Linked DNA regions of Hordeum vulgare: region 1 is linked to region 2. Evidence: chromatin contacts called from public Hi-C data. All regions are on one chromosome and are shown on one strand. Each heading gives the region's core, a stretch centred on a gene start, on an enhancer-like site or on the middle of the called end of the contact. The rest is flanking DNA. Distances are from core to core; before and after follow the strand shown.

Region 1 (3,408 bases), core at 113-2,612, 310 kb after region 2:
TCACTTCCTTAGATCATATCTGGTTTCTAAAGTTTTAGATGTTACATATAACCATCAGTTACCTTTAAAAAAAATGACCATTAGTTATCCCAATAGCAGTCCTTGTACATGTTTTTTTATCTGCTTTAAAAATTATTGTGAAGCAAAATAAAGTTGTATGTAAGAATATCCTAGATTGTGTTTTTATATACAAGGATCGCTTCAAGTTACCTCCTTTTTTAGTGAAGCATTAAACTGAGAATGTAGAATGCAGGACCAAAATACTTCTTAGGAAAGTACTGGAGCAGGAACTCAAAATAGTCTACCTTGTGATGTGTGCATGCGTATGTGTGCGCGCGCTCGTGTGCGGGTGTGAGTGTGTGTGCGCTTACGCTCATCTCCGGTCCAGGTTTAGTTGTCCCTGATGCTTGGTTTTAATTTTTTACAAGCATATAATTATACAAGAAAAGAAAACGTGAGAGGGTGAAATACCCCGAAAGGGGGTATCCAAGAAAGGGAGTACCGTATAGAAGAGTAAAGTGGGAGTGTGAAAACCCACGGAAGTATTGAAAAAGATTCGGTACAGGGAGGCGGGTTATGAGGGGAGGCATGCCGAAGGCGTAGTAGGATGGGAGGAGAAATGGAATGGGATCCTTAACCGGTGCTATTGTTATTTGATTGCAACACAATTTATGTTGTAGCTCTTGTCATACATCCTTTTGTATTCATTTTAGTGCCTATTTGACTTGTTTTCTACATAAATTATGGACCCGCTTTGTTGACGAACGGTCGCCAGGAGGAGGTGGCATTTGCGAACGATTTCATTGTCATTTTCAGTTAGAGGGGATGATAGTTTCTTTAGAATGACATGGCGATTTCTGTGAGAGAAGGAAATTTTAGTTTTTCAAATTGTCACTATATGATCTCGTCTCAAAACTAAACCTGCTATCAAAAGGGGTTCAATTGCCACCCCTTTTGCAATGATTGGTAATTAGTTAACTTTTCCTTAAATGATAATATAGGAAGGAATAAGTATCAGAATTACTGCCATGGTGCCCATTTCAAATCTAGCAATGAATTAACAAGTTTAACATGTGAAGTCATTTTTATTTGTTATGTGAAATATTACCATTAATTTGTGTGCTTCATAGCGGTGGAGTAAATGACCAAGTATTAAGTTCAAAAGGTTATCTTAGCCTCTGTAACCTAAAAATAAATTAAAAGCCCGTGGCACCGCACGGGCACTAAACTAGTGTTACTAGTTAAGATACCAATAGTGTGGCTAGCCTTATTCGTAGAGGCACAGCCCAAGCTCGTACGGCCCAATATAGTAGCAGGCCTTTGCGTGTTGGCGCGCGGGTGACAAATCGAACCCGATGCGTCGCTTAAACCTAATCCAAACGCCGGTCGCAATTTGCAAAGCAGGCAGCGCCGCCGCCGCTGCCGAAACCACGTCTGCGCCCTGGTGCGCTCGGTATTCTCAGCCATCATTTGCCTGTCCTAGAAAAATTAGATCAGATGGGGAAGAAGGGCAAGCGGCGGGGCGTGGCCGCCGCTACGGGTGCGCCGGAGGAGGCTGCCCAGCGGGAGGCTCCCGCGGCCGCTTCTGATCCAGCCACGCTGAGGAGGAGCAGGCGACGGGGCGGCGACGCCAGGGCCGCGCAGGAGGCCTCCGCCACCCTTCACGCACTGGATCCCGCCGTTGAAGGTACGCACCTACGCCCGGCTGTGGATCTCGTTGAAATTGTGAACATTCGTGTGTCCGTGGCTGCGGCCAGGGCCTATGGTTTATCCATCTGGTAGTCGAATGTTTTGCTTCCTGCCCCTGATTTGCACTAGCCACGCCAATCTTTTCTTGTTTTCCTTGTGTTGCTTGGAGAAAGCATGTTTAGCCCAACTGATTTTATGGCTTCTACAGGGAAGGGCGCAACGGACAGGGAAAAGAATCCTAAGCTCAACAAACGGAAGAAGAATAAGAGGAAGCAATCTCCCTGTGCTGCTGCATCGGGTGCTGATGCTGCCGCCACGGGTAAATCAGGTGATGACTGCACTGATGGCGAAGGTGTTCTAGGAGACTCTGAGGTTAGCAAGAAAAGAAAAAGGAATAAGAAGATTATGCAGGATCCATCCTCTTCTGCCGTGTCTGATGACAATGCTATTGTTGAGGCAAACAAATCCGGAATTGGCTGCAAAAATGTGGAAGATGTACCAGGAGATGATGAAGCAAGTAGGCGTCCCAGAAATGAAGAGGATCTTGGCTTTTCTGCTGTAAACAATGAAGAACAGTATGTACCGAAGGGTAAGAAGCCCAAGCGAAGGAAACGGAATAAGAACAAGCATGAACCATCCTTTCCTGCTGTAGTGGATGCCGCCGTTGTGGTTGGTAAATCTGAAAATGACAGCACAGGTGGGAAGGGCGTTCCAGGAGTTGCTGAAATTAGTACGAATCCCAGAAATGGAGAGGGTCAAGACAGTCCCGAGGTTAACATTGTGGAGGAGACACTTGTGAGGAACAAGCCTGAACCCGGAAAATGGGAGAAGATTAAGCAGGGGCGATCCCCTGCTGCTGTGTCTGATGATGGTGCTGTTGAGGCAGAGAAATCTGGAAATGTCTGCACAGATGGGGATGATGCTTTGGGAGATGCTCAAGTTAATATGAGCACATTGGAGGTTCCATACCGTCCAGAGGTTAACATGGCAAAGAAGGTGACACGGGAGAAGAAGAAACGTAAGCCCAAGAAACGAAAAAATAATAAGCAAGGACCCCCTTCTGTTGTACTTGATACTGGTGCTGTTGTGGCAGCTGAATCTGGAAATAGATGTATGAGTGGTGATGGTGCACGACAGGATGGTGAAGATAGTATTAGCCCTAGAATTGGAGAGGACCCAAACCGTCCTGGGGTAAACATTGGAGAAAAGGGGGTACCGCAGATGAAGAAGAATAAGCTCAACAAATGGAAGAAGAAGAACCAGGAGCAATCCCCTTCTACCTTGTTGGATGCCGGTGATGTTGTGCCAGATAAATCAGGACGTGGCAGCACAAATGTGGAAGCTGCATCCAGAGGTGCTGATGTTACTATGAGTCCCAGAAATGGAGAGGGTCAAAACTGTCCCGCGGTAAACATTGTGGAGAAGGAGACACTGGAGAGGAAGAAGCCTGAACCCAGAAAATGGAAGAAGAATAAGCCGGGGCAATCCCCTGCTGCTGTGTCTGATGATGGTGCTGTTGAGGCAGAGAAATCTGGAAATGTCTGCACAGATGGGGATGATGCTTTGGGAGATGCTCAAGTTAGTATGAGCACAGTAGAGGATCCATACTGTCCAGAGGTTAACATGGCAAAGAAGGGGACACGGGAGAAGAAGAAGCGTAAGCCCAAGAAACGAAAAAATAAAAAGGAAGGATCCCCTTCTGTTGTACTTGATACTGGT
Region 2 (3,755 bases), core at 959-3,458:
TTATTAATCGAACCCTTGGTTGCCTGGGCCTTGATGAGGGGCAGCACACTCTATATAAGCCACCCCTCCCCTCTAGCACAAGGGTTCACACCCCGTGTAACACACACATTCCACATGACAAGATCTCCAGAGCACTGAGATGTAGGGTTGTGCCTCCACGAGAGGGGCGTGAACTCATACATCATGTGTACAAGCTTGCCGTAGCTAGGACTCTGCCCTCTCCTTTCATACCTCTCACCTCTAATGTCAGGTTCGTTCCCACGACACTAACGCCCCGTGGTTCTCCCCTCGGCTGCATTGCCGCGCACTGCCGCTACGCCGCCCCATCGGGTCGCCGTGTTGCGGCATGCGATCTACGCCACCGCCTCGAGGACTTCCCATCGTTGTCCCGAGCCGCGAGCTACCGCTTCGTCGCCCCTTCGGGTCGTAGCAACGTGGCGCACGGTCCACTCCGCCGTCCACGCGCATCGACTTCCTATGATATGCGTCGCGTCGTCTCCTTTGGCGCGTGAACGCCATCGTCCGCACCGGTCTTCATCATGCTGTCGGGTTCTTCCTTGCCTACTTCGAGCATTGCCGCCGCATACCTACCCAGCTGCCACCGCCGCCGCCGCCTCCGCCTTCAGGACGCCGCCACCGCTCTCCTTTGGCGTCGCAGCTCGCTCAACCGAGTCGTGACGCTTGTACACCTCCTTCATCTTCGTCCCGCACCAGCTCCTTGCCAGCGTCGACGTCGTCTACCCCGACTCCTCGACATGACGTATAGCTTGTGCTGGTCCCTCATCTACGCATGCTCGGTGCCGGCAACACCGACGCGTGCTTCGTCCTCGGTGTGTTCCCAAGCCTAGAAAGCCTGGAGCTACGCATCCCCAACAACGACTTCGTCCATCTACGCATGCGTGATACTGGCAACACCGACGCACGCCTTCGTCCTCAAAGTGTCCCCGGGCTTGGCAAACCCGGCGCAACGCGTCGTCAACTACGTCTCCTTCCCGACGCATCACTACTTCGACACCATTGTGCCCATGACTGACTCGGCGCCTCCTTGCACCCACGGCTCCACGGCGACTCCCACGGCACCGGCTACCCAGACTCGACATCGACCACGGCATTCTTCGCATGGCTACCTCGACCACGGCTACACCACTGTATGCTCCCGGCTACCTCGACACCGGCACAAAGGGCCACCGCCTTGCTTGTGCAACCTCGTCGGTTTCCACTCCAGCCACAACTTCCGCGATGCATCAACCGTTACGACTGTGTGGGGGATGACCGTTGGCTTACCTTCGGATTCTTCTCTAGTCTCACCGCCTGCGTCGCTGTCGTTGTGACTGCGGGGGAATGTTGAGTATATTGATTAGTTAGGAAACATAAGATAGACTAGGAATTATTCTGGCTTGTCTTGTACTCCAAGTTGATCATGTACTCCTATATATATATGCCCATGAGGCTCAAGCAATACAACAAATATTCCACCAATCCCTCTATTCCCCTTCAAAACTAGGGTACTATGATGGACCAATGAGATGCAAGTCCTTCCACCTAGCTCCCCTTTGCATAAAAACTTGACCATTGATTTACCTAATGTATATGAATTATATTGTACAAGAAACCATTGCAATCTTTTAAAAAAAACTAGTGGTATAGTTTCTATGACATGTAACTTATATTATTTTTTTATTAAACCGACTCTTAAATTTTGTCTGAAAATATGACGAGGACTCGTAAACATGCTCAGAAGAAGTAGATACCGGTGGTCAAATTACATTAAAAAAAGTATGTCAATGTACGAAAAGAAAGGATTATATTTTGGATTGAAAAAAATAATAATAAGAAAAAATGTTCATGTAATTCTGCGCGAGTCAAAGAGGTTCCAGTCAAGAGAGAGAAAGTGGGACCAATCAAAGAGACAAGAAAGCAGAGATACTCAAAGGCAGATTTAGAAAGAAAAAGAAGTGAAGATGGGCTGGCCTGCGTTTGGGTTCGACCGTACGAGGTGCAGACCCATCACACATGGGGACGATGGATGGAGGAGTTAAACCTGCACTGCCATTTTTTTATGTGCTTGCTGTTGCTGCTGCTGCTGCTGCTGCTAAACACACACAATATCGAGATTCGAGAGAGAGAGAGACTGAGGCTGCGCCTGTGGGGCCAATTTAGGCGTCCCAGCCAATAGACGCTCGACAGCATACCGGCTCCGGAACCACACTCGATCGCACCCTCCCCCAATTACACCACAAATCCATCCATCCTCTTCCTCTCCCCTCTTTAAAGCTGCATCCCATCTCCCCTCACCGCCGCGGCGAACCAGCGACGTCTCGCCTCCTCCCACTCCGGCCGCCGTGCGCGCCATAGGCACAGCAGCCGACACCTAGATCGTGAAATCGGGATGGGTCGCGGTAAGGTGCAGCTGAAGCGGATAGAGAACAAGATAAATCGGCAGGTGACCTTCTCCAAGCGCCGCAACGGGCTCCTGAAGAAGGCGCACGAGATCTCCGTCCTCTGTGACGCAGAGGTCGCCGTCATCGTCTTCTCCCCCAAAGGCAAGCTCTATGAGTACGCCACCGACTCCAGGTATCCCTCCGCCCATGCCTATATTAGCTAGCTTCCGTCTCGATCCATTTCCTTTCCATTTCTGCCTCTGCCATATGCCCATGCCGCTGCATCATACTACTAGATACATATAGATATAGAGAGGCAACACCGTACCGCCGTACGCTCCGCTCTTCCCCCGCCAGCTGCATCGTAGCTCTTGCCGTTTCTGGCCTCTGATGCCATGGCGCCGGAAAAGTTCCCTGTCTGTTTTGCCATTTCTGGCATCGATCCATCTCCATGTGCTCACCGGTTTGGTGTCCGTACCGCATGTGCTTCCTCACCTCTTTGCAGTTTCTACTACCCAGCCCCTGCCACCCATCCCTGCCTATTCTGAGTTTGTTTGTGTGCTACAGCTGATGATTTTATGCAGCTGCTTGCTTATTTTGGGTAACGACTTGATTTCTCCTCAGTCCTCGCTCACTAGCTGGCTCGTCTTCTCCAATTTCCTTTCTCGTGCTCCCCACTTTTGCCTTTTCCTCTTGCCTCCGACTGATCCTTTCCTTTTTGGGGATCCACGGTCGCCTTTCTTTCTTTAATTCACATTCACCTATATAGCCAGCGTAGGACACCATGTGAATGTGACACGAGAAGGCAGATTAGATTATACTGACCCGCCCCAGCCCCAGCCCCAGCCCCAGCGCGTAATTAGATGATTTTTGTTGCTTTCCTCATCCACGTCGTTCTAGACTCGATTGTACTACAAGGAGTATTTTATTCGCTTTCTAGTTCCCCCGTCAAGTGATTTGGTTTTTCTTTGTGACCCAAAATCACATGCGTGTTTTCATTTTTTTAAAAACCATCAATAATAATCACAGCTTCCAAGAAGTGAGCTGGGCAGTGAGCCAGTGACAGACACGCATGTAATCGACGGCGCTCGGTGAATTAATCGCCTCACATCTTCTTCTGCCTCTCTAAACATGCAGTCAGCACGACTTATGCATGGTACATCGCTACGTACGTCTTTGTTAAATTATACCAAAAAAATCCCTCTTCTTGCTCTTCTTCGGTTCTTGCCAAGGAGTGAGATGGATCTGGCTCTTCTTTCATCTTCTTTTCTCTTTCCTCTTATTTATTTCTTCTCCCTCTTTTTTCCTCTTTGATGCTACCCTCTAGGTCAATCTTTGCTAGCTCGGTTTTATTTGGTAGAAAAAAGATAGACC

What was found. A called contact is a pair of places that touch in the nucleus more often than the background predicts.
Region 1: a Hi-C map of seedling shows a contact between it and region 2, with 3 times the contacts expected there. The contact joins the promoter of LOC123426358 here to the promoter of LOC123426357 in region 2. A contact is called at or near these places in 1 of 6 Hi-C or Micro-C datasets (seedling) and 1 of 1 datasets of contacts at active chromatin or transcription factors (embryo).

What each region holds. Positions count from the first base shown.
Region 1 is chr2H:381,610,259-381,613,666 of MorexV3_pseudomolecules_assembly, forward strand. It overlaps LOC123426358, which reads left to right and starts at 1,363. Exons shown (of 7, transcript XM_045110169.1): 1 at 1,363-1,687; 2 at 1,898-3,408. The coding sequence starts at 1,498.
Region 2 is chr2H:381,296,246-381,300,000 of MorexV3_pseudomolecules_assembly, forward strand. It overlaps LOC123426357 (MADS-box transcription factor 15-like), which reads left to right and starts at 2,209. Exons shown (of 8, transcript XM_045110168.1): 1 at 2,209-2,574. The coding sequence starts at 2,390.